6 separate regions of the Mus musculus genome follow, and regions 2, 3, 4, 5 and 6 are each linked to region 1. The links are chromatin contacts, called in public ChIA-PET, HiChIP or PLAC-seq and promoter capture Hi-C maps. All regions are on one chromosome and are shown on one strand. The core of a region is the stretch at or near the end of the contact, and the rest is flanking DNA. Distances in the headings are between cores, read along the strand shown. Region 1 holds the start of Ercc6l2 (excision repair cross-complementing rodent repair deficiency, complementation group 6 like 2). Region 2 has its middle 9.6 kb from the start of Gm40981. Region 3 overlaps Aopep (aminopeptidase O). Region 4 holds the start of Fbp2 (fructose bisphosphatase 2). Region 5 overlaps Fbp1 (fructose bisphosphatase 1). Region 6 holds the start of Ctsl (cathepsin L).

Region 1 (5,087 bases), core at 1,869-4,368:
TAACTAATTCATGGATACAATGATGGGTGTGTGTTGTCTTAAGCAACAACAGCTCACTGTCACAGTCTTCTTCAATTTTTCCTCAAAAACATTATTCCCACTAACTTTGCTGAAGTGGTTTTACCATAGTTATCCTAAATACACATGAAAAAAACATGTTCTCCTACTCAATTCTTTTAGATCCTAACTGAGAACTATTATACTATTATGAAAATAACACCCTACTTTACTACAGAAGTAAAAGGTTGTGAGGTCCAAGTATCTTCTTTCTAAAACAGTGCAGGCTGAGCCTAAGCTAATGATACCACTACAGTCATTCTTAACACATTATTTCTGTTTTAAATGATGCATCTCCCTCTCATTTAAAAGACACAATTTCTTAATCTGACACTCAACATATATGTTTCAAACATCAATTGTTCATTAGACACCGTACCACACAATGGATATAAAATGAAGAACAGTGTCAAAAACAGTAGTGAGCAGTTTCCCTGAATCTTATTAACTAGCATTATTTAAAGACAACTTTTCAAGGTAGCCCTTTTTCCTCTTTTTCTATTACTCCTACACACACTCCACTACAATCTCTTTTCTGATTTTAAGTCAAAATCAAATCACAGCTGGGTATGGTGGTGCAAATCTTTAATCCAAGCACTCAGGAGACAAGAGGCAAGCAGAACTCTGAGATCTCTGCGATAGAGGTTAGTTTGGACTAAGAACTATAGAGCAGAACAGCCAGGGCTACACAGAGAAACCCTGTCTCAAGAAAACAAAGAAACTGAAACAAACAAAAATATAATTTTTCTCTATGCCAACATCTCTGGAAAGCAAGAGATAGCAAACTTTTTCTATAGGCAACTACTAGCTATTTGTTAAATTACAGTTTAGAGACCATTTATTCTCTTACTCTTTAAAGAAAAAAATCAGTCACAGACAATAACTAAATGAGCATGGCTGTATTCTAATAAACCTGTATTTTAAAAGGCAACATCAGATTTGATTTAGTAAGTAGTTCGATGACTTTGTCCTTAGTACATGGTACCATCACTTATTGAAAAAACTCTTGAAAAAATTCTGTATATCAGTAGTTTAAATATACTTAAACTATTCTAAATGTCTGATTCTTTATCTATTGGAATAATACATATTGAAACAATAGCTCTTCTAGTTAAGAAAAAATCTTAGACTAACACACAAAAGACAGTTAACAAGCATAAGCTGATTTTTTTTTGTTTGTTTTGTTTTGTTTTTTTGAGACAGTGTTTCTCAGTGTAGCCCTGGCTGTCCTGAACTCACCCTGTAGACCAGGCTGGCCTCGAACTCAGAAATCCGCCTGCCTCTGCCTTCCGAGTAATGAGATTAAAGTCGTGTGCCACCACGCCCGGCTATAAGCTGAATTTTTAAGTGAAAACAAATTATTGATCTAGTGAGATAGCCCCTAAAAAACTCATAGACATAAACATAATGGCAAAAGGTGCTTTGGAAGAAGAGAACAGAGTGCTATGGAAAAGAAGTATTGGGAGACACATTTCAGAAAAAATTTTCAGGTAGACCTGTATGTATGTGGAAAACACCAGGACATCTTTTATGGGCACCTTTGTACCTGAGTTTGGGTTATTTCTAGAACCAAATAGATAAAGTTGGAGTCAGGAATAATGATTCTGTTACTACAGAGATTGGAACTGCTGATCAAGGGAGGACTTTTCTCTGAAAGGTAGGACTGGGGGTATTGCTCCTAATGATTGGGATGCCTCTCTCAATTCCAAAGTGCCTTTTTTGTTTGCTTCCAACATAGGAAACATACTTCCTTCTTGGACACTCTTGAGTGATCTGTTCTTCCCATCAGCAATTTTCCCCCTAAAATACCAAAAGTGACTAAATCTTCTAATAGCATCAAGGAACAAACATAGCAGTCCCATCACTGTCACTTAGAAGATCCACCATTTGCCTTTAGCAGTCAGATTCATAAAGGCATTTCTATTTGTGGGCCCTTAATTATGACATGACCAATTTTTAGTCCTACGAGTTCAAGGTTTGTTGCTTACCCTGAAATTAGCATTGAGCACCTGCTTACTTTCATGAGATATCTTCCTCAAAGGAAGAGCAAGATTTACCCAATGATTCCTGGGCACAGAACACTCAGTTGTAAATCTGTTCTGTCAGGGCTTGAAGGTTGACTCCATCTGTAAGCCAACTTGCTGCTAATACTGCTGACCTGGATTCCAGCCTCTGAATTCATAAGGAGAACTGACTCACCCAAGCTATCCTCTGACTTTCACATGCCTGATGCACACATATACACAAAGTTTGTAATCTGTTATATCAATCAATTTTATTAATAAAAGCTAGAGGGCAAGTCTGCATCCCTGATGGCTTGTGAGATAACTGCACTTTCAAAAGCTCTTGGTGATCTACTAGAGGCAAAATTCTGCTTCAATACGCCATGTAAGTGAACTAAACTAAATAAATAGGCCTTTGATCATCTACCTAACAGATCCCTGCTATTGACTAATAACTGGCATATACAAAGACAAAAATGACATTTACTGAACGCCAAGGGTCAAAAGTGGAGTCACTTGCATCTCATCTCATCTAATAGTCACAAGAAGCAATAGTCCTCGTTTTACAGATGAGGAGTCTGTTCCCACTGCTCGGCGAGTAACTGTGAGGGACAGCACTAAATTCTTTCGTCCAGGCGGCTGAGTCGCAAAGCCGAGGACTTCCCGCGGGGCAAGAGTTCGAAACCCGCAGCTGTCAATCACAGGAAGCACGCGGGAGCCGCTTCCGGAAGTGCCCTGAAGACGTGTGCCTGCGCAGAGGCGCGAGCTCGGAGCTCATACCTTTGCGGGAGTCTGCGCGGGACTGCGGGGCGGAGATGTCCATCGGGCTAGGGGCAGGCACCCGGCAGCCCCGCCGCTCTCGGCGGCGAGGAGAGCACGGCACGTGGGCCGGCTGCCGGGCATCGCCCGCCCGGAGCGGGGGGCGCTATGTGGGGCCTGACGCGGCGGCGTCACCTCAGCGACCAGCCAACGCTCGCCAGAGCCCGTAAATCCCGCGAGAACGAGCGCCTCTGCGCTCCATCGCTCGCCTCCCTCCAGATATCGCGAGAAGATGGACTAGCCTTTCAGCGGGCGGAAGCGGCTTCCCTTCCAGACGAGGTCAGCCTCGCGCAGTTCGCGAACGTCCCAAATATCGCGAGATTTGGCATTAGTCGGCGACCTCGACCCTCTTCGCTGAGGGAGTCCACGACCTGAGGTGTGTGACATCCTCCCAGGGCGGAAAAAGACAGTGTGAGCCCTGCACAGACCATTGACACTGTGGTGGCCTTGTCGTCTAGGAGCTTCAGGAGGCGAGCCTTAAGAGGGCGTTTTCTTGGGTTTGCCTACTTTATCGTAACTCACTCGTGCACAAACAAGGCAACCCCTGGGGTTCGGTTTTCTTCGCCATCTGAGAAGAGCAGCGACTGTGCCTCGCCCTGAGAGAGAAGCACACACCACGCAGCCTGCTGCCTCCAGCACAGCGTTCTGCGCACGAGCTGAATGGATTTTGCCTGTCCCAACATCTCCTGAACAAGCTCGTGAAGCCAAATGTATTCTTCATGTCGAATTCTTGTGATTTTTTTTTTTTTTAGGCCACTGTGCCTGTGTACGGGTCTCGTAGAGCTAAAAATCCAGAAGTCAGAGAAATTGCATTCCTTCCTAGAAAGTGGAAGAATCTCCACTCCTTGGCTTGACCTCTTTCTTCAAAGCCAAGGATAGTGCATTTCCTGAGCCTTCCACAATGGGTTTGGGTTTTGGGGGGGTTTGTTTGTTTGTTTGTTTGTTTGTTTTGAGCTCACCAGAATAATCTTATTTTCAGGTGTACACTCATAACTACATCAGAAAAGGCCCCTTGACATGTAAGATAACATGTATGGGTTCCTGGATTTAGAGACACAAATTCCTCTTGGGGATCATTATCCTGCCTACTGGAGGATCTTATTTGTATATACTATATGCCTATTCAACAAAGAGATCTCCATTCTTTGCAGATACTACTAAGACTAGTAGACTATTTTCAAAGGAGTGCTATATTAAGAGTGTCACTTGTTTGCAAAGCAATAGGAAAAGCTTTATAAAGAGAAACATTTAGGAATATTGATTTAGCTAGTAACAACAGCCTGAATAAAGGGGAGTAACTGCAAAAAATAAAGAGTTAAATAAATTTTGGGGGGAGGCAGGGATTTTGAGACAGGCCTTCTCACTGCGTAGCCCTAGCTATCCTAGAACTCATTCTGTAGACCAGGCTGGCCTTTGCCTGTTGGTTTAAGATGTAAGGCCTTACTGAAACTACAAGTGATTTGATAAATCCAAAATAAACATTGAAATGAAAGAAATCACCTTGTTAAAGGAATATCCTTCTAGCTAACAAGACGACTCCTCACCTTTGAGTGTCTCTTATGTAACTGCATTGCCATGATTGTCCTGTTTAATGAAATGGGAACAGTCATAACATGAACATGTCTTAAAGGTTAAGCATCCTGCCCTTAGGGTAGCTTTTGTTCTTGTCGGTTGCCTGTCATCCTCTTGTGTGGATGCTGATGTTGTAAACCTCCAACACTAGGATGCCAGTTACTTCAAGGTGAAATTGTGATATATTTCTGAAGTCAGTATAAGTGTTGTTGGATTGACTATATTGCATGCAAAACCACTGACAATTGATAACACAGCAAACATTAAGACAATTTAGACTACAAAAATATAACTGTAGTATAGCATGTTTGATATGCATGAGACCCTAGGCTCAACATCTAGCACCCAATAACAGTCATGATAAGCATTTCAAAAGAATTTTACTTGGATGCCAAAGAGACTTTTAATATAATTAACCCTGCAATACTTTATTAAAATTGGTTTCTACTTATGTTCACAACATAAAAGGCAAATATATATTATGTGATAAATCTTTAAAATAATGGATTTATTGAGTTCGAGGCCAGCCTAATCTACAAATTGAGTTCCAGGACAACAGCCAGGGCTATACAGAGAAACCCTGTCTCGAAAATGCCAAAAAAAAAAAAAGGATTTATCAAAAATCTCATGAAAAAC
Region 2 (4,822 bases), core at 1,635-4,134, 910 kb after region 1:
ATTTATAACCCGCATGACAAGATCCCAGGAGCCCTGTGTGGATAATGAAGTTTAAAGTTTGAGAAGCTTTATTGTAAGACTTAAAATCTACCCCACCCTCCCGCTCTTGTATGAGGGGTGCGTGTGCATGCCATGACATGTGTGCCTAGGTCAGAGGACAAGATGGGTATTAGTTCCACATTGTTTAACAGGGTCTGTCTTGTTCATACTGCGTGTACTAGGTTAGCTGACCAGAGGAGCTCTGGGTACTCTCCTGTCTTCACTTCCTGTCTCCCTGGAGGATTGCTAGGATTATGGATGCATATGCTACTTTCTCTGAATTTCGCATACAGCATCTTTCTCTCTTCCTGCAAACTGTTGGGTCAAAAAAGTAAGCTTGGTGCAGCCCCTCTTTGGTGGAGGTTTAGAAGGCATGGAAAGATGTGGATTTTGTTTTTCCTAGAGCAGATCTATGATAAGAGATGGGGTTCTGAGTGCACAGCCAAGCAACCCTGATTTGCATGGAGCAGTTCTGGGTCAGTGTCTTGATTTCTCCGTTTCCCCCATGCTTAAAATAGCAACAGCACCTCTATTTTCTGCTTCCAGCCCCCCCACCAGCTCTAAGTGTGAGGCATAAATTTACAACGAATGATGAGCTCAGAAGCTGCTCTGTGAAGAGCCACCCGCCTCACTGGGATGCATATTATCTGAAGCGCAGATGTTCTGCACAGTGTGCTCTTCTTGGAAATATATATTGCACCATCCCTTGAGCTTCCTGGAACTGTAGAATGTACAAACATCAACATTGTCACACTGGGTTTCAGAGACGATCCCAGTCTCTCATTCATCTGGGAATGGAGGTATTTGCTGAAAGAGCAACCCCCCCAACTCAATTGGAAAGGAAAATTTTAATTTTTCTTCTTGATATTTGTATGCAATGTCTCTCTTCCCTTTCTTCCTCCTCTTCCTTATCTTTTGCGACAGGATCTCATGTATTCTAGGCTGGCCTTGAACTGGCTATGCAGCCAAGGATGTCTTTGAACTGATTTCCTGGCTCTACCTTCTGAGTGTTGAGATTACTGTGTGTGTGCTAGAGATGGGGACTGAAGCCAGGGCTTTGTGAGTATCAGGCAAGCACTCTAGCAGCCGAGCTACAGACATCCCCAGCCTGGTTACTGATCCGGTTTTGACTTCACCATAGCTTACCAGGGAATCTCTCACAAAGCACAGAGGATGCATAGTGTGAGTCAGACTGACGTTCACATCAGCATTTAAAATGAACAACATTTAGAGAAAAATTGTGTTACAAAATTCTTGTGTACTTAACAATCATGAGAGTTAATAGCACCAGCTACTGTTTCCTAGGGGAGGGTGTTCTGAGCTACTGTAACTATTCTAAACACATTAGCTCCCATAAGCCATTGCATCAAGCCTTTGCAGAATGTAGACTTCTGTCTTGCAAATGATGAAACTGAGGTCTGGTGGATGAGCATCTTGCCCTTGATCACACTGCTCGTAAGTGACAAAGTCTACATTTGAACAGAGATATTTCTAGCTCTCCAGCTTATGGATAATTTTCTTTTGTTTCCCCACACAGACCCTTCAGAGTCCCACGCAGCTCCAAGATGTAAGTTCTAGGCTAACAGAAAGATGCTAAAGGGACAGCTTTGAAAAGTGATCTCATTGCTTTCCATGAAGTATTGCTCCAGGGCAAGGAGTAGTGGAAGCATGCTTTCTTAGTACGTGCAAGGTCCTGGGTGCAATTCCCAGTACTGGAAACAAACACACACAAAAGCCACAAAAAGTTCTAAGACACCAGTATGGTGGTTCTTGTGCAAAGGTGATTTGGTAAAAATGAGGCAGGGCACTCTCCTTACGGCTTCTTCCTCTTGGCCATGGGACAGTTCTAGATGTCCTCATTTTGGTATAATATGGGAGGAAGTTCTTCCTGTTGAATCCTAGTTCTACCTCCCCCCCCCCCAACAATACCCCCCCAGGGGTGCATTAGGGATCATGAGGAAAATCTCTCTTGAGTGTTTGCCTCCCCGTAGCTTATTTCTCTTTCTGGGTTAAGGCAGCAAAGCAGAGCCTCCTTGTGTGGGCTCAGAGGTCTCCTGTGTGCTTACCCTGTGGCGTAAAGGGTGTGGGGAGGGGCAGACTACCTGGACGTTGGAGTCTAGACCTTGGTAACTGAGGCCTGAACAACCTGGGGCTGTATTTAATCTGCAATGTTGCCCAAATGCTCAAGCGGAGTATTAACGTCACAGAGGGGTCAAGGGCCCCAGGTCAGTTAAGGGTTGCATCAGCTGCTCTTTTCAAGGACTGCTGACAGCAGCAGCTGTTTTCCCAAGTGCAGACGAGAGTCCCCAAAGGGAATGCGCATGAGTCTCCACATGCTTCATTTGCTCATGAACCTTTGCTCCTAAGCAAACAGTGCATTTCACAGGCAGAAGCACGCACACTCCGTCTGGCTTGGCTCCTCTCAATTGACCTTTCTCCTGTAACTTCCAAGCTTGTTTTTAATAAATGTTTAACTTCTTGATTAATTTCAGTAATTTCTGAGGGTAAATTTTCACAGCGCAGATAATGTGTTCTGAATGCCTGCTGAGCTGTAGGCTATGTCAAAACTGTAAACACTTCAGATTGCTCTACCTTCCCAGTACCCTCCCTTACTATGCGGGAATGAAACTCAGTCTTTCTTTTTTTTCTGCCATCTGCGTAATTGCCAGCATTTAAAGATGCTTGCTTCTCTCTTTCGTTGCCTTTGGGCAAAGAATCACTTGCCCAACCTACACTAAATTACTATTTTTCTGGTTTGTTACCCCTCATTTCCCGAAGACTGGCATATAATGAATGCTCGCATTTTGATGTTTTTCTCCGGGACTGCCGTTTTTCTCTGGCAGTTCACCTGCTTTCGATTTTCTTCCTCCCCATCTGCTTATCCCACGGAAGAACTTCCCGCCCACATCTTTATTCCGTTTGCTTTTTAAAAATGCACCATAGCTCTTGGGAAGGAGGAAATATTATCTGCTGCCACAGAATCAGAACCGTCTCCTTTGTCATTTTGCCCGAGCAACTTGGGTCCCATTTTCTGTTCTCTCTTCTTGGGTATTGGACTTGGTGGCGCCATGTAATCCTGTAATGGAGCTACACTTAAAAGCCAGATGAATTCCTCAGAGAACCATTTCTCTCAAGCAGTCCCATTACCAGTGTTTATCAATGTGTGATTGACACGAAGATGCTACTGGGAGGTGATCTTGAGCGCCAGAGGACATCAGGGTGAGGTGCTTCCCAGCACGCTGACCTCCACTGTTTCCTTCCCCGCCTGCTGGACCACAATCTCCTTACTTCTCTTCAGTTATTTATGTCTGGCTCCTTCTTGCCAGTTTGTCTGCTGTTATAAGAGCAGATGTCATTATATGGCTTTGTGGTAGGGCTCTTGGTTATTAATGTATATCAGTTTGGAAGTAGATTGAAGCATGCTATGCATCCCACTGCGTGTCCTGTGTCCACGTTGTGCGTGCCGCCGCCGCTCATCGAGACTTCTCTGTTGAATCTTTAAAGATTATCTCAGCGTCTTCTTTCTTTAATTTTGAGACATGGCTGTCCTGGAACTTGCTTTGTAGACCAGGGTGGTCCCAAACTCACAGAAATCCTCCTTCCTCTGCCTCCCAAGTGCCGGGATTAAAGGTGTGCACCATCATATCATCACTCAGATGTATTTCTACTTAGAAATACACAGTGACTGCATCTCCATGTTTATAGATTTCTGTATGGTTGTGATATGATCTTTGATGCTTTTGTACATGTGTGAGGCCAGAGGACGGCCTCCAATGTTTTTCTCCATGCTCTGCCTACCTTTTGGGTCGAGGGGGAGCAGAGTCTCTCAATAGCCTGGTGCTCACCAGTTGGAATAGAGCAGCTGATCAGCGGACCCCAGGGATCGACTTGTCCCTGCTATCCTGCCCAGCATTTCTTAAAGGGTTCTGGGCTCTAACTCGTGCTTCCATGGTGAGCACATTACAGAATGAGCATCTCTCCATCAATGAGTCAAGATGGTTTCTTAATGTTTGGGTTGTAAGCCTAGTCTTCAAAAGCCGAGCCATTTCACCAGCCCCTCAACGTAATTTCTAAAAGGAGTGATTTCCCACTCTAGGACTTGACTCTGTCAGTTACTACCCTTGGTTTTCTACGGAATAACCAAAAATACGCTGTGCTCTCGCCACATTGGTGGGTATGATATGAACTGAACTGTAGACTTGAACAGGCAGACATGAGTTTAAAGAGCTCTCTCTCTCTCTCTCTCTCTCTCTCTCTCCCCCTCCCCCTCTCTGATGTTGTATAATCGCTTTATGTAAATTGGAATTATTTTCAAACCTCTCATCACAGTGTGGTGGGTGTTCTTGTCACACAGGAAGATGACGTTCTCAGGCCCACATTGGGGTATAATCCAGGTTTTTATCTCTCTTGTGAATGAGGGATGTCCTCCTTGAGGTTGGTAGTGAAACTAGTTCTTTACCAGCAGATCTTCATCAACCCTGTATTTAGAATACCAGGGTACAATTTTAAAATGGCAATTTCATATTACAAGATAACATTCGGATGGGGGAGCTATGAATGGGATGTGATCATGGCTGTCTCCTGTGAAGCTTGCAGTCTGACGTTTCACAAGAAATAAGAACACCTCTGTAGCGTCACAGGACTGCGATACATCAGAGATTATAACTTTGGGGCGCCACTGGATGCTTTTGCTTCTCCTTTATAATGCACTGACATCTTTTTGTAAATAGAATCTAATGCACACCCCTGATTGTGGCACACAGAGCTGTCTGCCAGGCTCTGC
Region 3 (4,649 bases), core at 139-2,638, 570 kb after region 1:
CCAGCTTAAAGAGAGCAAAAATGTCAAGATCTTGCATGATTTGATCTGACATGAGATTTGGATATAGAATGTTCAATATTGTATTTGTTAAAGATTTATTATAAATACAAGGGTAGGAAGAGGTATAGAAACAAGGCCCAGGTACACAGGATTACTTAAGCATCTAAGCAATACAGTAAACTGCATACAGACACACAGACACACACACACACAACCCTCCCCGGCTTGGTTGCTTCATAACAACTTTCATTAATTACTCTGCACCCATCACTCACATAAGTCCTTTTCCAAAGGCAAGGCCCAGGACACAAAGACACTCTCTGAGGAGGTGAAGGGCGGCTGGTAATTCATTAGAACCCATAAAGCTTTTCTATGGAAATCAAGAATCAATGAAGCTATTGTATGAGACCATAGCTCGGCAAGTGTGGACTAGTTATGGATTCTCACAAAGCAACAGTACTCTTAAAAGAGGCAAGGGCACCATGCCTAGGAAACTCCAGGGGAGCCTTGCCTCAGGTATAAGGGCAGCCACCCATACCCACCAGGTTGCTGGGTGCAGGGAGTGGCTACCAGTAACTGTGGGCACTTGGCTGCATGCTCCCAGCTCTCAAGGGTTGCTTTTACTACTGGCTTGTGCATCCAGGGCTACAAGTGATTGAAGTCTATCAGCCGCCACTGGCTGCTGTGAGTCCAGTAAAGAGTTAAGTAACTTTAAAACAAAACAAAAATCTTAAATACTGGTTTCCAGAATTACAACAGAATATAAAAGACTTATGTCACAAAAGACAAACACTGTGACAAACTATTTCAAGCCTAAATCACCTACCTTTAACATTCTGGGTGCGCTCGCGCTCGCTCGCTTTCTCTCTCTCCCTTTCTCTCTCTCTCTCTCTCTCTCTCTCTCTCTCTCTCTCTCACACACACACACACACACACACACACACACACACACACACACACACACGGCAGAAGTGTAGCAAGTGCACACTGCGTCTCAAAGGCGTAAACAGAATGTAGACCTCCCTGAATTCACAGACTTAAAAGTCACGGTGCATTCTCACCCCAACAGAGATCACCACTGCTTTTGTGGCTCCAAGTCAAGTGTGTAATAAGAAAGGTGTTGTAAAAACAGATTAAATTGCTCCAAACTTTAGCATTTTATCAGAAGGAGAAGAGACAGAGCTGACTACTTGCCGCTATGGGCCATGAACAGCTCGGGCCATGTGCCTCACTCCCCTGTTCAGTCTTTATATTTAACCTGGACACATCACTATGAGTTTAAGAAAATTGTAAGCTCCAAATTGTGACAGAAGTCAACAGTGTCGGCTCTCGGTGACACTATGACTCACAAAGGCTGGTTCACCACCCTCTGGACCTTTGCTTCAGATACACCAGACACAGAGGATGGCTTGTGAGTCACCCCAGTGGCTGGAAAGCCAGCCTATGAATACTTCTGATCTCAGCATGCACACAAAGGCTAAAATGGAAATGGCAAAGGGGGTTTTCTCTAAGTTATTAAATGTGCAGTAATCAAGAAGTCGGAGTCTTTTGAATCTTACAATAGAGAGTTTTCTTTAAACTCCAAGTGCATTGTCTTTAAAATATACCATTGCATAAGGTGCTATTGTGTTATATATTTTAGTTCTTAGAATAATGAAGTTATCTAAACTCTATTTTCATGTACATACCTTAAAATATTAATTCTTACTGTATAATAGTGATACACAATTTATGTTTAAAAGTTAATGTGTTCTTCCAAAGTCAATAATAGATCATGTAGCAAAAGCTATTACAGTTAACACGCGTGCGCGCGCGCACACACATACACACATACACACATACACACACACACATACACACACACTCTTTTCACTGTTGGAATCACAGCTCTAGCCAGCCCCACAGAGCTAGCCCAGGACTGTAGTCTGTGTGCTATGCACATTCTCGTTTTTTTGTAGCCAAATTTACTCAGACTAAATAACAAGCATTTGAAATAACAGAGAAAGGAAGAACATCAGAGTGGGTGGGAAACAATTCAGGAGCAGGAGAGAGGACACGGGCTTGAGGTAATCTGGTTACAGCCGTGGCAGAGATAGGAAGCTAGGACAACATGGAAAGGGATGTCAAGGGACATCCTGTGGAGATGTAAAAGGGAGAATGAAGAATGATGGTCCTTCAGATGGGTACATAAAGTCCTTAAAGATGGCTTCCTGATAACAGGAATGGCCAGAGAGAGACAGGACATGAGGCCAGGGCAGTTAGGAAAGCACTCCAGTCACTCACAGGGTGAGGTGGCAAAGTCACTCAGCTTGTTCCATTTGCTTCTTCACAGCTCAGACTTCACTGCACTGCTTTTCTGGCTCAAACTCTCAGCTAATATTTCAAGCTCCATCAGACTATGCCCATCATTTAGTGCCTGAGATGATTTCTTTAAGGGTAAAACAAAATGTTTCCCATAAAATGGCATTCTTTCCACACAGCTCGGATCCTGGCCTGCTGCCTGCCGTGGCTGTTTTCCTTTCTCAAGTTATCCCAACAGTTCTGTTTTTACCAGGCAGTAAGAGCCGCCTCCACCCATGGAAGGAAAACGTTGCAGTCCTAGCATAGTTAGTACCGGCCACTTAGCTGAAGTCACTCGGATCTAGTCCACAGACCATTCGGCCAGATCCACCTAGCCCAGTCCAGTTTGGTCTGATCTGGGTTGACTTCTGAGAGCCTCAAGTGGGGGACATTTGAGGAATGGAGGACATGGAGAGAGGACATCTGGTCATCAGGGGAGAGGGCAAGGACAAAGAAGACAAAGGGGCAGACAACAGCTAGGTCTAGAACATGCATGCCTGACATGAACACTCTTATTTCAGTCTTGCTAGACCAGTGAACGCAGACACATGCACAGTGGGGCACAGAAAGTACATGTGTTAACTTGCTTGTGGCCCAGCAGACATCTCAAATTTTGTTTTCCTTTTTATTTTATTTTGAGACAGATCTCTTTACACAGCCCTGGCTGTCCTGAAACTATGCAGACTAGACTAGCCTTAAACTCATGCCTTTGCCTCTTGAGTGCTGGGTATTAAGGTACAAGCCAGGCAACTTATCAGAATCAACAGTGAGCGACCTACTTCAAGGCCCCCCAGCAACAGGATCAAGTCCTAGCACCAGACTTGGCATGAACGCTCACCTCAGTAATCCCCTAGGTCCTGTGCCTTTCAGGTTGCACTCTAATGCCCTTGGGTCACAGATCTGACTGCTCACCTGGTCCTGCACAGTGCCTGCCTTCCTTGTCAGACTCTTCTCCCAGGTGTGACAGGGAAAGTGCCTGTTGGGCTAGCCGGGGGGGAAAAGAGGTGGGGATACCACACAAACACATATCTCTGGGCACACCAGATGTCCTTGCACTCCTAGAAGGGAAGGCCATCCAATTCAGCTTCAAGTTCTTTAAAACCACTACCCACATTGTCTAGGAACAAAGTCAGAGGTGGTTTTTCCAGTGGGCCTATCTGGGCACAATGAAGGGATGGTTGGGGGAGAGCTTCCACTGTACTGGAAGATGGAGGCCTCCATTGTTTTTGCCTCCCCAATTCTTAGAGACAGTTACTGCTTCAGATTTTGGTAGTGGAATTACCAAGTACTCGATAATGCCTCCTATTTCCATGTGTGGATGATCTTATTTCTTGCTTAATAATTATACCTACAAACATTTGTTCAAGTGCTAGGCATACCATGTTTTCATTCTTTAGCTATTTTATGATCTCATTCATTAGTCACAAACCTTTTAAAGCCACCTAAATTGTGAGAGAACAACAATCACAACCTGCCATAGCATCTAAGGTATGGCTCCAAAGCCGTAAGTTTAAGAGTTGGTTTCTTATCACTGTTAACTTAGTTGACACACACACAGCTTGCTCTATACAAGGCTGGGAGGGAGAGCACTCTCACATAATTTGAGCCCCTTGCATGTCTCCAGCAATATGCCTAGCTAGTTCTTTTGCCTGGTCTCTTCTGAGTGGCCCTGAGTGCCCTCAAGTGCATACTGAAACTTCACATCACCATTACCGTGAGCTCTGTGCATGTTCTCAGACGCTCAATGCCCATACTAAGGCAACACAGGAGCTGGTAGCATAGTTATCAGCGAGGATTTGGCTTCAGAGCCCAGTGATTCATCATCTATCCCAGCAGCAGAACAACACACCGCTATTTTAGTCCCTTAGTGCAATAACTGTCTTCCTGCCCGCCCAACTGCAAAAGTATATTTAAGCAAAATTGACAAAACCAAAACATGTCATTAACATTTGCCCCCTTTCCAGTAAGTAAGAAAAAGGGCTAACAGGCTACTCACCTGATTTCAAATTATCACAAGTTTCAACCCCACGCATTCACAACAGGAAGCAGCGAGCAAGGTCTACAAAGTAACTATTAAAATTCCAAATTCAGGAGGAAAAATGCTGAGCAAAAAGGAAAATTGGTCCTGGCATGTCTGAAGTTGCCCACTTCTCACACTGCCGGTCTCCAGTTCCCACAGGATTCCTGATAGGGGTTTGGCTGTGTGGGCCCATGTGCTGATGCCTGCCTGTGGATGTCTGCCTGGAAGCTTTCGTTTCTCGAGGCACCCCTGCAGTGTACGGAACACGTGACAGCCCCCCATCCCGGTC
Region 4 (4,458 bases), core at 1,313-3,812, 960 kb after region 1:
GGTGTGTACCCTGGAAGAACTTTGGCATTTGCAGAAAGGCCAGCAGCTGCTGTCTCAGGCCACTTGGGCAACCTGAACGTCTACCCTTTAAGTGCAGCTTTGTGTATGGGCCAGAACTCGACATTAGGCATCTTTTTTCTTTATATGTTGACAGAGTCTCTCACTGAACCCAGAGCTTACTGATTTGACTAGACTGGCTCTAGTCTCTTCCCCACAGCTGAAATCACAGGTGCACTCCAGTATGTCTGGGTTTTAACATAGGTGCTGAAAAATCCAAAGATTCTCTGGCTTGCACGGCAAGCACTTCACCAATGAACTCAGTCATCCAGCCATCCTTCCAGCCTCTTCACCAATGAACTCAGTCATCCAGCCATCCTTCCAGCCTCTTCACCAATGAACTCAGTCATCCAGCCAGCCTTCCAGCCTCTTCACCAATGAACTCAGTCATCCAGCCATCCTTCCAGCCTCTTCACCAATGAACTCAGTCATCCAGCCAGCCTTCCAGCCTCTTCACCAATGAACTCAGTCATCCAGCCATCCTTCCAGCCTCTGAATGAGGCTCTCAAAGGGGACCTTTGAGTACCTGAGAGGATGCAACAGCCACAGCCTGGAAGACCAAAATACAGTCATGTACAAATTTCTCTGAGCTATGAATGTTCTGTCTGCATGTGTACCTGCAGGCCAGAAGAGGGCATCAGATGCCTTTGTCGATGGTTGTGAGCCACCATGTAGTTTTCGGGAACTGAACCTCTGGAACAGCAGCCAGCGCTCTTAACCGCTTATTCATCTCACCAGCCCCACCAAACAAATTTAATTGAAATAATTATCAAGGGAGGATATAAAATTGCAAGGCAAAATGCACACCCTCAGTTTTGTTGACTAACTTATTTGATAGAGAGTCTTGACATATTGCCCAGACTTGGAATTCTCCTGACTCAGCTCTCCAAGTAGGTGGAGATATTGAAATTATTTATATGTATGCTTATAGTTCTAGGTACACTGAAGAGCTGGAAGGATATAGGTTTCTAAGACACCGAGTTGGATACCAGGCACACCGACTGATTTTGAATACTTAGAGCCACTCCACCAGTTGTTGTCTGAATTTATGAGGAAAGCACAGTCTTACATGTTGAGCATTACTCTCAAATTAATCCACATATTGGGTAGCCAGCTTGGGACCCAGAGCCAGGTCTGTCTGCCATCAGAGAAAGTTAGGATATCACAGTAACAGAGAGCATGGCCAACTCTAAGCAGTTAATTCTAGGTCACCTTTAAAAAGTATTTCTTTAAGCGTTTTTGTTGGGAGCTATTAAGATAACACTATTGTCCTGATCTCTGAATTGGGCCTCTTCCCCCGAGAAGAAAAGAGGGTCAAAAGCGGGCCACCGGCACACCGCTCCGAGAACAACCACAGATTGTTCCAGCCCTAAGTCAGCGCGGATGTCCTGACCTCAAGATACCCTGATACCGCCAAGTTCCTGCTTCCACGTGTAACTGCCTAAGAATGTGCAATTCTATTGCCCCTCCCCCACTGATAAGTACTTCTCCTTTTGCTTGTATTGCCCCATCCCTCCCGCTGATAAGTATCTGTACTTCCCCTTTTCCTTGTGCAATTCTATTGCCCCATCCTTCCTGCTGAAAGGCACTTCCCCTTTTGCTTGTGCATTTAAACCTCAGGCCTGACTAATACATTTGGGGGCTTTGATGCATTCTAGAAGGTCTCCGTGTCGTTATTCGCACAAGGCCCTCGTCCCTCTCTACCCCCCATTTGGTTCTTAGGAGGAGGTCCCCTCGAGACCCTCGAATAACTGGACCTGCTGGACGGGTCACCTTTTTATGAGACCATTTCGTGTGTCTGTCTCCTACACATGCTCCACTTACATGCTTGGTATCCTGGAGGTCAGAGAGGGCACTGGAGCTTCCCAGAACTAGAGTAAAAGTTGGTATTTGGACCCAAAGCCAGGTCCTCTGCAAGAGCAGCCAGTGCGGTCCTGATGTATGTTTTCAAATCAAGGGTTTTTAAAATAAAAATAAAAATCCAGAGAAACTGGCAAATCAACCCTGAGACTAGACACTCTGCTAGGAATGTAATATTATCTTCCTCATCCCTCCAGTTACACATGCTTAATAGAAGCAAGCCTGAAAGAACTCTTGCTCCAGTCACCCTGGGATTGCCATTAGTTTGTTATGTGACCTATGCCCCAGATAAAGAATCTGCCAATATGCCATCTGAGAGTCTCAACCGTGCAGAATGACACACAGTGGCGGCTAGCTGCAGAAAGCCCTCTTGCTTCCCATAGGAGGAATTTGTGAGTCATTTTATTAGCTAGTCTTCTTTCACCTGTGGCTGATCCTGGCTTCTTAGGATCAAACAAAACAAAACTGGGTGTAGAGATTGAGGCCAGCCCTTCCCTGTAGCGCAGTACTATTTACAGCCTGCTTCTTGCACTGTGGCAGCTGCCACCGTCAGGGAGGGAGGCCAGGGAAGTTTCCTTGAGGGCTTGTCCGGCTATCTGAGTCACGTGGGGTGGGGTTCATTTCCCTCGGACTTTGGCACAGTCAAGTGCAGGTGTGTCTTCAACGAGTAGGCTGTGAGGCTGCTGCCTTGAGAGAGCAAGGATTTCTACAAGGAGCAAAGGGAGGCTTTGGGATCTCATTTGCACAATGACGGACAGAAGCCCCTTTGAGACAGACATGCTGACCCTGACCCGTTACGTTATGGAAAAGGGGCGACAGGCCAAAGGGACCGGAGAACTCACCCAGCTGCTCAACTCGATGCTGACTGCCATCAAAGCCATCTCTTCCGCAGTGCGCAAGGCCGGCCTGGCCAACCTGTAAGTCCTGGAGAGCATGCGCAGGCAACCCAAGCCAGGGTGTGGAAGCCACAGACCGGTGCTTGTGCTAGAAACGGGGTCCAAAGCTAATTTGCTCTTTGTGCCGTAAGGACACTGCATTTAAATTCTTTAAGCCTGCTTTGATAAAGCAGCCTTTGGCATGTTTTGCAAGGAAAGGGAAAAACTGCTTAGCAACAAACTGCAGAGAAAAGTGTGACTACCGGTTACTTGGGATTATAATGGTAACACTATAGCTTGTTGCCTCAAAACCTATATTGAATTCTCATTACTTATATTTGCAAAGTCTTAATGGGACTTTAAAATGTGTTTTGATGCCTTTTTTTTTTTTTTTTTTTTTTACCCCGTACAGGTGTGTTCAGTTGTCATGACCTCTGTCAGTATTGTGGGGTAGAAATCACCAGAACACAGGTTAAGGGGGCTTGACTGTCATGAAAAGAACCTGGCTCAGTTTTCTCCATCTTCACGTGGTGTTCAGGAATCTGGACAGGCTGGGCTGGGGCAGGCACAGCAGAGCACCTTTGCTTGGTTCTCTTTTGCAAAACAGGGCCACGTTCATGCTGGAGTTGCTCTTGGCCACAGCCAGGAGTACGGTTTTAAGGCATGATGAAAAGAAATCACTTCCTTTGGACTTCCATTTTGATTCCAGTGAAGGGCCCCTCTGAAGTCGAAGGAAGGGACATACATGTGTGTGTGTGTGGGGGGGGGGGACCCTCGAAGAAGAGCCAACAAAGTCCACCTATTTAAAATGTTTATTCTCGATCGTGTGGTGCCTTTATTCCCAAACTGTGACAGCATTAATTTCATAATTGCAATCATAAAACCACCACAGAGCTTACTATGTACGTGTTTAGGAACAGATAACAGGACCCAAATTAAAGATGATTGATTGGCTCTTTCCCCGGCCCGTGCTGTCCCTTAACTGTGTGATTACTTCATTCGGCAAGAACGGCCAAGCGCTCTCTGCCTTTAAGAACATGCTTCCAGAATGGGCGTTGCCTGCATGTGTGAAGATCATCCCCGAGTAACATTAGATAGCGTCTTTGCTACTCCTGTGTTCCCGCTCTGCTATAATTAGGGCGGTTTCCTGTGGCCACTCAGGACTTTTGCCCACACTTTTAACCCCTCCTCCGTGCAGGCCTCTCGGCTCCACAGCAACTCTCTTGGCAGCGTTCCTTGTGTATCTGCCACAGTCTGCTTCTCAGTGGTTCAGCATCCGACCAAGGGCCATGAAGGTCTAGATAGTTAAGTGCTTTATTTAACTTGGTTTTTCTTACCTTGTAGCTGTGGAATATGGTTTATTCTCGCTAAGACCTCCATGTTTGTAAATCTGGGAGCTACTAATAGTTTTAACACAAAGGGCTGTTACAAGGGTTAGTAAGTCATTAGGGCTATGGTTCTGACAGTGATAAATACTCAAGACATGCCCCACTATTAGCTACCATGGTTCTGAGACCATTCGAGGAAAAACTTACAGACTGGCCTATGTGGTGATTGACCACTTGGTGGCAGGCTCAGCCCTGGAAGTGGTGTCAGACAGAGTCCTAGGTCCCTGGACTGCTCTTCATAGTGGGGAAACCCTAACCTCCTCACACAGAGAGCAGCC
Region 5 (4,982 bases), core at 989-3,488, 930 kb after region 1:
AGAGTGTGGGACTGTAAAATTCCCATGATCCAGTGGATGGTCCCATATCCGTGCACATATGAGTACAGAACTAACTGGATAAAAGGATAGTAATGCTACTACTACTAATGACATGAAGTCAGAAGGATCATGTGGGGAGAGTTGTAGGTATGTTCATATTTTGTTGTATACATGTATGAGATTCTCAAAAAAAAATTAAAATAGCCAAGCTTTTCAAGGCATTCGTTCTTCTGTGAAAATTTAAATCTGCTTATAAAATGCTAGAGGCTTCAAGGCCTCCTGCTGCACTGGAAATCATATGCAATCTTTGCATAAAATACTAATACTTAATCCAAACTTTCAAAGATTTTAAACATATTGAGCAAATTAACCCACACTCTAAGGAATTCGATTTTCTATTAATTAAAACAGTTCATATCTTTAAAAACTTGAGTAAAGGGCTGGAGAGATGGCTCAGTGGTTAAGAGCACTGATTGTTCTTTCAGAGGACCTGAGTTCAATTCCCAGAAACCACTTGGTAGCTCATAACCATTGGTAATGGGGTCGATGCCCTCTTCTGGTATGTCTGAAGACAGCTACAGTATACTCACATACATAAAATAAAATTAATAATTCTTAAAATTAAAAAGAAAAAGTCTTTAAAAAAAAAAAAACCTGAGTAAAATGTTGAGTTTGACAGTATAAGTAAGAGATGAGATTTACAAAGCGCTTGTTAATACTGGTTTTAGTCTGTGGACTCCAGGAAGAGGATGTTTGCTTTCCGGAGGTCTCAGAGCCGGCCCTGGTCTAAGGCTCTTGATGACACATTTTCCTCAGCTCTAACTTTTTGAGCTGAAGGCCAGATGATTGCAATAGGGCCCTAGTGAAATGTCACAGGACCTTACAGGAGCTGTTCTCTTCTTCGTGCCATTTACTTGTGATGACAATCCTGTGTCGGCTGGCCAGCCGCCCTCTTAGAATTTGTCTGCCAAAGAGATTTAGAACTGATCTCTCACCCACCCATCGACAAAAGCTTGCTTAGTGGATGCTCTGGGGAATCTGGTAAGCACGACCTTGGCTGTCATTTTAGGAAGTCAGGCGTGCCCAGGGACACATCGGTAGCCCAGGTCTGCCAAGCTCCCTGTTTCTGGCTAAGTTTATATTGATGAGCCAGGGAGTTTTAGGCAAACTGACAGAGGTCACATACTTGGTAGAAGGAACAGCGAGAATCTGAACCCAGGTCTTTGTGCTGCTGACTTTTTTCTAGGGCCTCACCTGTTCTTGAGCACGGATGTGCTAATGTTGACAGGACCAGAGATGAAGTAGGATGATAATAGTTCTTAAATGTCTGTCTAAACAGGGGTATTATTTAGAGCCTTTGGCCCCTATCAACTAATTTTCCCCCTTCCCTATGTACCATGAAGCTGATGTCTGTATCCCCACATTACAGTTGAAGGACAAGACACCAAGAGGCGTGAAGTGACTTACACAGGGCTGCTAAGCACGTAGGGGAGATGAGATTGGAATTTCCGACCTCTGGAGCTCCAGCCTGTAGCTTTGAATGTTAACCTGTGCTGCTTTGATTTTGCTCCTGGAGTTAGAGATATGAGCTGAAGGAAATACTCTTAAAAAAAAAAAAAGATTTATTTATACAAGTATACTGTAGCTGTCTTCAGACACACCAGAAGATGGCATCAGGTCCCCATTACAGATGGTTGTGAGCCACCATATGGTTGCTGGGATTAGAACTCAGGACCTCTGGAAGAGTAGTTAGTGCTCTTAACCACTGAGCCATCTCTCCAGTGCAGAAATGCTCTTTTGTTCAGGCTCAAGAACTGTAAATTCTCAGATGTGCCAGCTCTGGTAATGTCAGTTCCTTTTTTTTTTTTGTTTGTTTGTTTGTTTGTTTTTTGACAGGGTTTCTCTGTGTAGCCCTGGCTGTCCTGGAACTCACTTTGTAGACCAGGCTGGCCTCGAACTCAGAAATCCTCCTGCCTCTGACTCCTGAGTGCTGAGATTAAAGGTGTATGCCACCATGCCTCAGCTGTAAGGTCAGTTCCTTTAAGGAATTGAATTCCCCCAGCATTTACCTTACACCCCGGAAGCCCCAGTTCCGGCATCAGATCTCACCAGAAACAAAGCAGGCTGCCACTTCCTCAGGAAGAGGCCTGCACAAAAAGAGTAGTTCCTGGGCTGGCCCAGCCAGCCAAGACATGACACAGAGATTTCAAAAGAGATAAGTCACTGTGTTGTGCTGGTCACTGTTATCTTTTCTAGTCTCAGATTTCCTAACCCTGACTGGGCTATATGCAAATGTACTGGGGCTTGATCTTAGAACCTTTTGTATGCTAAAGCATGCGGAGCACATGCCCAGGCCTTGCCAGAAACCTTTGAATGCCAGCTATAACCCACGCATATCTGAAATGCAGATTTAATGAGCTTGACACCCCAGGTTCAGGGTTCAGGGTCCCGGTATGCGGGCAGGTTGTCTGTGACTGGGTTGGGCACTTACATTCTATTGCCCACATTAGTAGCCAGTGGTGCTCAGGCCTGGGCAGGCACCCCACCGTTTTGCGTTCTGCCCACTGCTTCCTGGGGAGTCCTCCAGCTGTTTCCTCTTTCATAACCACTGTGCTTTGACATTTGTCCTTTGAGACCCAACAAAAGGGAGCTGGGGAACAGCTTGTTGCCTTTGTTTTCTGAAGTAACTCCCATTAGGACAAGCTTCCCCTGCAGTGAGGGAGCCATGGCCTCTTGGAAGGCTGGTACTGACTTGAGTTATCCTGGGAGGCTGCAGAAGGGGCTGGGCCCGGCTGAGGCCCTTGCTATCTTCATTCTCTGTGCTCACATCTCTCATTGGTAGCAGGGCCCAGCTGGCCTCAGAAAAAGCTTCTATGGTCAGGAAAACCCTGATCTGGTCCCGGAGAACCAAGGTGAGCCCGGTGGTGTGTGAGGGGCTTTGTCCCACGGAGGGCAGCTGGTGACTTCCCCTCCCGTTTACAGATGCTGGTGTGGAAGCTCCCTGCAGAACTTGGAGGCCCTCCCTCCCACTCCCAAGTCCTCCTGAAGTGTGCCTGAAGCTCGAGAGGTCACACTGGTTCAGTGGGTCAGACAGGCTCCAAGAGCCACACGGGTTGTGGAGACCCCTGCTTCTTTACCTTACAATGCTTGAGGAACTTTGACTGATGCTCTGCAGAGACTCATGGTTTCTGAAGGAGAGGTTGTGGGTGCAGATCTGAAATTGTGTGGAGAAGGTAAACTCCATGTGTGTGATGATTAATTTTCTTTCTTTTTCCAATAATTTATTTTTATTTACTTTATATCCCTATCACAACCTCTTCCCTTCTCTCCTTCTAATCCTACCCTTACAAATTTCTCCTCCCATTGTTCCCTACTCTTCTAAGAGAAGGGGGATCCCCCTTGGGTACCACTCCACTCTGGGACATCTAGACATCCTCTCCCACTGAGTCCAAACTATGAAGTCTAGGTAGGGGGAAGGGGATCCAATGGAAGGAACAGAGACCAAGACAGCCCCCACTCCACTTGTTAGGGATCCTACATGAACACCAAGCTGCAAATTTGCTACAAATGTGTAGGGGAGCTATGTCCAGTTCCCTGGCTGGTGGTTCAGTCTCTGTGAGCCCCCAGTGGCCCAAGTTAGTTGACTCCGTAGGTCTTCTTGTGGTGTCCTTGACCCCTCCAACTTGTTCATTTTCTATCCCTCAGTCTTGTACAAGACTCCCCAAGCTCTGCCTGTTATTTGGTTGTAGGTCTGTTGCCTCTGTTTCCATCTGCTGTTGGATGAAGCCTCTCAGAAGGCAGTTATGCGAGGCTCCTGTCTGCAAGCATAGCAGAGGGTCATTAATAGTGTCGGGTGTTAGCGCTCTCACATGGGATGTGTCTCAAGTTGGGGCAGTCATCCATTGGCTGTTCCCTCAGCCTTTGCTCCATCTTTATCCCTGCACACCTTGTAGGCAAGACAGATTTGGGGTTGAAGGTTTTGTGGGTGGATTGCTGTCTCTCTCCCTCCTCTGGAAGTCCTGCTTCACACCAGGAGGTGTCCACTTCAGTCTATATCCCCCTCTGGTAGGAATTTCAGCTACCCTTCCCCCAGTAGGCTCCCCTGTCCCAGGTCTCTTTGGCAGCAAAAAGGAGCTCTGATGGAGGAGTGGTGTCACTTGGTGGCCACTGCACTAAGGTGAATGGGAGTTCTGGAGGTGTTGGGTGAGACTGGTATTTCAGGGCAGTGAAGAAACCTGTGGGATGTTATTTGGATTGGAAGCATCTCTGCATGGACAGGCAGCAAGCCTCTGTGACTCTTGGCTCCCTTCACACTGTCTCCTCTGTGACCCCAGGGTCACGCCCTCTAAGAACCTGGTGCAAGTGCAGAGTATGAGCTTGACCTATCAAGCACCTCTGCTGATACCACTGTAACCTCTCATAGCCCAGGGCAGGATGCACAGCTCCAGGGCTCCGAAGCTCAGAAAAATGAGCTGAATGGTCACTGAGTCTCAGGACTCAGTCGTCAGGGGAGAAAGACGTCAAAAGTTCTAAAAGGCTACTTCTACAGATGTTTATACAGCATGCAGCCCCTTTCTTCTAGAAAAATGGGCTATTTCCTCTGAATTGCTTATGTGCCTTTGCTTTGTAGTCATTGTCGACTGGTTCAGGCTTCTTCGGGGATTTGGAGTATATTCTCTTTCAAAAACAAAAAATAAAACAACCAAAACAACCAACAAAAAAGTTCATGCAGTTGGAAGCCTAGCATCGAGCGAAGCCTAGCATCGAGCACCTTTCTGACCATCTAAATTAATCACCTAACCTGCTACCTGACATCCGTAGCCCCTCTCTTACCTATCACGCTCATTTGGAAACAGCTATTTTCTTGTTTGTCTTTTCTCACTGCAGTATTAAGCTCCCTAAGGCCAGGGATCTAGTCTGCCCTGTTCAGCAATGCTGCCCTAGCACAGTAGGTTCCCAGGAAGTTATTTGTAGATTTTAGG
Region 6 (4,531 bases), core at 1,281-3,780, 560 kb before region 1:
TTGAAACAAAAAGATTTTTGGCCTGAGGCCAAGCAGGGCTACATCTAGTAAGACTGTCTCAAAATAAATAAGTGGATAGATAGATAGATAATTGCCTGTGTTTCTAGAAAGTTTGTCTTTTTCACTTTGTTCTTTTTAAATAAGCACACAAAATGTATCTATCTTCTTCACAGTTAAGTCCATTTGCCTGTGTGCCTCTTCCTCACCCGTGTGCAGTTGTTTGCAGGAGCCAGGAGAGAACATCATATCCTCCAAGGAGTTAAACGTTACTAGCAGTTTGTAAGCTTCGGTTTGGGTCCTGGGAACTGATGGTTTCCTCTGGAAAAGCAGGGAGGGTTCTGAACTACTGAGCTCACCTCGTTTTTGTTTAAAAAAAAAAAACTAGAAAATAGTTATGGAGGAGACAAGGAATGCTTATTATTTTTTCCATAATGAATACTCTTTTCATTGTTGTCTTATGAAATGGGTCTCAGTATATAGCCTTGGCTGGCCCTCACTATGTAGACTGGGCTCAAGAAATCACAGAGATCTGCTTGGCTTGACCTCGAGAGTGCTCGAATTTAAGCATCTGCCACCAGGCCCAGTATGAATATGCTTTTTAAAGTTTTTTTGGGGTTTTTTTGTTTGTTTGGTTGGTTGGTTTTTTTTCGAGACAGGGTTTCTCTGTGTAGCCCTGGCTGTCCTGTAACTCACTCTGTAGACCAGGCTGGCCTCGAACTCAGAAAATCGCCTGCCTCTGCCTCCCAAGTGCTGGGATTAAAGGCGTGCACCACCACGCCTCTTAAGACACTTTTTAAAAACTCATGTTGCAGCTAGGTATGGTGATGCACACCTTTAATCTCAGCACTAGGGAGGCAGAAACAGATTTATTTGAGTTCCAGGACAGCCCAGTCTACAAAGGGAGTTCCAGGACAGCCAGGAAATCAAAAATCCTGTCTCAAAAAACAACCACAACAACAAAAGCCTCATTTTCGGGGAGGTGTACATGTGCCAACAGCACATACAAAAGTCAGAGAACAACTTTTGGCTCTCTTCTTTCACCATATAGATCTCTGAGATTGAACTTAGGCTTGGGTTCAGGCAACTCTTTAACACTAAGCAATCTCACCAAGCCCTGAACGTGATCTTTTAAATCACTTTTAAAAAAATACTTCTTTTAGGGCCAGGAGGTAGTGGCGCACTCCTTTAATCCCAGTACTTGGGAGGCAGAGGCTGGCGGATCTCTGTGAGTTTTGAGGACAGCCTCATCTATAGAGCAAATTCCAGGACAGCCAAGGCTACACTGAAAACCCTGTCTCAGAAAATATTTTAAATACTATTATAAAAGACATTACAAGTCAGGCAGTAGTGGCGCACGCCTTTAATCCCAGCACTTGGAAGGCAGAGACAGGCGGGTTTCTGAGTTCGAGGCCAGCCTGGTCTACAGAGTGAGTTCCAGGACAGCCAGGGCTACACAGAGAAACCCTGTCTCAAAAACAAAAACAACAACAAAAACAAAACAAAAAAAAAGACAATACAAATTTTTAAAAATCACATACTGAAATTAACCAAACTCAAATATTATAAAGCTTCTAAACAGAATAGCCAATAAAAAAAATCTTATATGGCTAAAAAAAAATTACACTTTACCGAATTATTTTCTTTCAATCTTACCTATACCTGTATATATATTTTTTCTCTATCCAAGTAATTTCTTCAAGCTACACAACTACAGCCTTCTATTAAATATTACTCTTCTTGAGTGAGGAAGAGGAAACTAAAGCGGATAGCTCGGAGATAGCTTTAATCCCGGCTCTTGAGAGGCAAAACCAGGATGCCTGTGATTGCCTGGTCTACATTATTAAACCCTATAACCCCTATCTCAAACACATACTTATATCTTTTCCAGCGAATTTATCAAATTCCAGAAGTGGCGCATGCCTTTAATCCCAAAACTTGGGAGGCAGAGGCAGGCGGTTCTGAGTTCGAGGCCAGCCTTGGTCTCCAGAGTGAGTTCCAGGACAGCCAGGGCTACACAGAGAAACCCCGTCTCGAAAAGACAAAAAAAAAAAAAAAAAGGAAAAAGAAAGAAAAAAATTGAAAGTAAGAAAAACAATTCATAATGTAAAGTAGGAAAACAGTCTCCATCGTTCTCAACCGCTTTTTTTCTTTTCTTTTCTAGCCACCATCCTACAACCCCACCCCCACCGCCGCGTCCCCGCCTGCCACGAAAAGAATTTCTACCAGACTTGAGAGAAATGCTCCTAAGGAACAATCCATGTATAGGTAAGGCAGGAAGTGCGGCGTTAGAAGCCACGTGCTGATCTAAATTCTATGGACACCCGTCCAGCCAGACCCTGGAGAGGTGACTCTGTCCTCCGCTCTGTCTTCTTCCACTTACATCAGCATTGTTGTGGGTTAAACAGAAACCACGGGTTATGCAACTCTCCACCCTGCACATTTTAATCTACAACTTTCATACAAAAGGAAAGGTATGGCTGAGGTGGAAATTCCACAGCAGGCCTTTTTTTTCCTACGCTTTTCTTACAGAACCAAGGCACCACGCTGGCGTGGACCCTCCAAAGTGGATCAGCCTCGCCCCAAGGCTTGCACCACAGGACAGGTTACGACCCGGCGGCGTCACGCGCCCGGACTCCCGCAGGCTCCGCCCCGAGGCAGGCATAGCCAATGACGGGGCGGGGGCGGGCCCTGTCGGGGCTGTAGCCTGAGAGGCTTTAAAGCCTGAGCCCGGCGCTGTTCCTCCAGATTCTCGGACCTCGGCGACCTCCGGGGATCCGAGTTTGCAGACTTCTTGTGCGCAGCTAGCCGCCTCAGGTGAGTGACCCCCGCGGGTTTAAAGGCTTCCCGAGCAAGGGCAGGTAGGGGAATCTAGAATGTGGGAACCATAGCATCTGCAACCCGGACTGGAGACCCCCGGATGGGCCAGGATCTCGAGGATGTGTCCTCGGCCTCCCCGAAGTGATAGGCCCTTGTTGTCGAGCGGGGTCTTCATCAGGTCATGTGACTCCGGGCTGCCGGGACCCGTAGGGACAGCGGGACCCCCTCAAGCTGGTCACGGGACCCAGGGCTCCTTGTGCCGCCATAACATTCGCGGGCGGTGGCCGCGAGCGCGGAGCGGACGCCCATCCCCCTCTCCCCCGGACGGGCCCAGCTTGGCCCCTAACCCGAACTGAGATCGCATAAGGAGGCATCGCCTTGAGGCTTCAGTTCGCCTGATGTGCAGCTGTGCGTTAAAGTGTGTGGTGGCAACCCACCCTCTGGGTACTCCTGTATGCCCACTTGGGGTCACTAATACTTGTCAATAAATGACCTGGACCCAGTTGTCCTCTTAAGATTCTGACGCATACAATATCGGAAGACTTAAGACTACCGTGGCGCTATAATAAGAGAAAGTGGGGGGGGGGCTGTCGAGATGGTTCAGCGGGTAAGAGCACTGACCGCTCTTTCAAAGGTCCTGAGTGCAAATCTCAGCAACCACATGGTGGCTCACAACCACCCATAATGAGATCTGACACCCTCTTCTGTGCGTCTAAAGTCAGCTACAGTGTACTTATGTATAATAATAAATCCTTAAAAAAAAAAAAGCAAGAGAAAAGGGTTTACCCCTGTTCCAATGACTACTAGGCTGTTTTTGTTTCAGTAGCTAGAGTCTAGGAACCTCCAAAGATTAATTCCTGACTTGTTTTTCTCCACTCATAATCACATTTGTTAACACGTGCAAGGATGCTTCAACTCAGAACGGTTTACTGCTGGGCTGGTGGCTCATGGATCCCTAAACTTGAGAGATGGGTCATTGAAAAAGTTTAAAGCCTAAACTACATGAGAAACTGTCCTTAAAAGAGAAAGCTTCCGTGGGATTCTCATTTCCTCTTTTTCCTTCCCTAGGTGTTTGAACCATGAATCTTTTACTCCTTTTGGCTGTCCTCTGCTTGGGAACAGCCTTAGCTACTCCAAAATTTGATCAAACCTTTAGTGCAGAGTGGCACCAGTGGAAGTCCACACACAGAAGACTGTATGGCACGGTTTGTAGTGTTTACATTGTCTAGAGAGAATGGTCTTCCTTGCCCTTGGAAGTGTTTGTTTGGTTGGTTGGGTTTTGTTTTTGTTTTTCCAAGTCAGTGCTTCTCTGTGTGTCCCTGGCTGTCCTGGAACTTGTTCTGTGGACCAGGCTGTGAACTCAGTGCTAGGATTTAAGTCATGTGCCACCACTGCCCACCTCTTTCTCCCCCCACAACCCCCCTCTCTAACCCTCAGAAGTTTATAGCCAGAGAGTAGTCTCTAGAGGCCAGCTCTTAGCAGGAATAGCCCAATCATACATCCATTGTGAGCAGAGTAGAGCACATACATCCCTTTGTGTGTTTTCGGGAGGAGTGGTGCCTTTCAGAGTGTGTAGCTGTTCCTGTTCCAGTAGATCCATTTGGTCAGATGGATTGGTTTTTTTATTTAAGATTTAGTTAGTGAGATATATGTCACTCGTGATATATACCACACTTATGTCTGGGTATTGTGTACATTCTGGAACTAGTTAGAA

The links. Promoter capture Hi-C pulls out the DNA fragments that hold promoters and counts their contacts. ChIA-PET counts read pairs in DNA pulled down with a chosen protein or histone mark. HiChIP or PLAC-seq counts read pairs in DNA pulled down with a chosen protein or histone mark.
Region 2: a promoter capture Hi-C map of hippocampal neurons shows a contact between it and region 1, with 2.3 times the contacts expected there. The contact joins the enhancer-like site here to the promoter of Ercc6l2 in region 1. A contact is called at or near these places in 4 of 39 promoter capture datasets (the HPC-7 cell line, cranial neural crest, hippocampal neurons and 1 more), 1 of 484 Hi-C or Micro-C datasets (pre-B cells) and 1 of 115 datasets of contacts at active chromatin or transcription factors (the 230-238 cell line).
Region 3: a contact with region 1 is called in an RNA polymerase II ChIA-PET map of memory CD8 T cells, with 15 read pairs. The contact joins the enhancer-like site here to the promoter of Ercc6l2 in region 1. A contact is called at or near these places in 1 of 39 promoter capture datasets (pre-B cells), 4 of 484 Hi-C or Micro-C datasets (CD4 T cells, natural killer cells and regulatory T cells), 1 of 115 datasets of contacts at active chromatin or transcription factors (memory CD8 T cells) and 1 of 9 other capture datasets (liver).
Region 4: a contact with region 1 is called in a FOXA1 HiChIP or PLAC-seq map of pancreatic cancer cells. The contact joins the promoter of Fbp2 here to the promoter of Ercc6l2 in region 1. A contact is called at or near these places in 1 of 39 promoter capture datasets (cranial neural crest) and 2 of 115 datasets of contacts at active chromatin or transcription factors (astrocytes and pancreatic cancer cells).
Region 5: a promoter capture Hi-C map of pre-B cells shows a contact between it and region 1, with 6 times the contacts expected there. The contact joins the enhancer-like site here to the promoter of Ercc6l2 in region 1. A contact is called at or near these places in 4 of 39 promoter capture datasets (cranial neural crest, hippocampal neurons, liver and 1 more) and 2 of 115 datasets of contacts at active chromatin or transcription factors (the 230-238 cell line and pro-B cells).
Region 6: a promoter capture Hi-C map of pre-B cells shows a contact between it and region 1, with 2.7 times the contacts expected there. The contact joins the promoter of Ctsl here to the promoter of Ercc6l2 in region 1. A contact is called at or near these places in 1 of 39 promoter capture datasets (pre-B cells) and 2 of 9 other capture datasets (adipose tissue and liver).

What each region holds. Positions count from the first base shown.
Region 1 is chr13:63,813,271-63,818,357 of GRCm38.p6, reverse strand. It overlaps Ercc6l2 (excision repair cross-complementing rodent repair deficiency, complementation group 6 like 2), which reads right to left and starts at 3,118. Exons shown (of 19, transcript NM_001013608.3): 1 at 2,841-3,118. The coding sequence starts at 2,883.
Region 2 is chr13:62,905,798-62,910,619 of GRCm38.p6, reverse strand. No RefSeq gene overlaps it. Among named protein-coding and RNA genes, the nearest start is that of Gm40981, 9.6 kb to the left of the region's middle. Within about 2 kb of position 2,884, at least 43 of the 459 cell types and tissues checked have an H3K27ac peak or open chromatin away from gene starts, as enhancers often do. A contact at or near this core is called in hippocampal neurons, where this site is marked.
Region 3 is chr13:63,240,485-63,245,133 of GRCm38.p6, reverse strand. All of the region lies in intron 13 of Aopep (aminopeptidase O), which reads right to left. Among named protein-coding and RNA genes, the nearest start is that of Gm16907, 54 kb to the left of the region's middle. Within about 2 kb of position 1,388, at least 106 of the 459 cell types and tissues checked have an H3K27ac peak or open chromatin away from gene starts, as enhancers often do. A contact at or near this core is called in memory CD8 T cells, natural killer cells and regulatory T cells, where this site is marked.
Region 4 is chr13:62,856,504-62,860,961 of GRCm38.p6, reverse strand. Fbp2 (fructose bisphosphatase 2) reads left to right here and starts at 2,562. Exons shown (of 7, transcript NM_007994.4): 1 at 2,562-2,834. The coding sequence starts at 2,665.
Region 5 is chr13:62,877,632-62,882,613 of GRCm38.p6, reverse strand. The region is part of intron 1 of Fbp1 (fructose bisphosphatase 1); the gene reads left to right. It overlaps Gm38679 (a long non-coding RNA gene), which reads left to right. Exons shown (of 3, transcript XR_873587.2): 1 at 1-147; 2 at 2,846-2,912; 3 at 2,983-4,982. Among named protein-coding and RNA genes, the nearest start is that of Gm38679, 5.0 kb to the left of the region's middle. Within about 2 kb of position 2,238, at least 138 of the 459 cell types and tissues checked have an H3K27ac peak or open chromatin away from gene starts, as enhancers often do. A contact at or near this core is called in the 230-238 cell line, liver, pre-B cells and 1 more, where this site is marked.
Region 6 is chr13:64,368,519-64,373,049 of GRCm38.p6, reverse strand. It overlaps Ctsl (cathepsin L), which reads left to right and starts at 2,530. Exons shown (of 8, transcript NM_009984.4): 1 at 2,530-2,814; 2 at 3,886-4,022. The coding sequence starts at 3,897.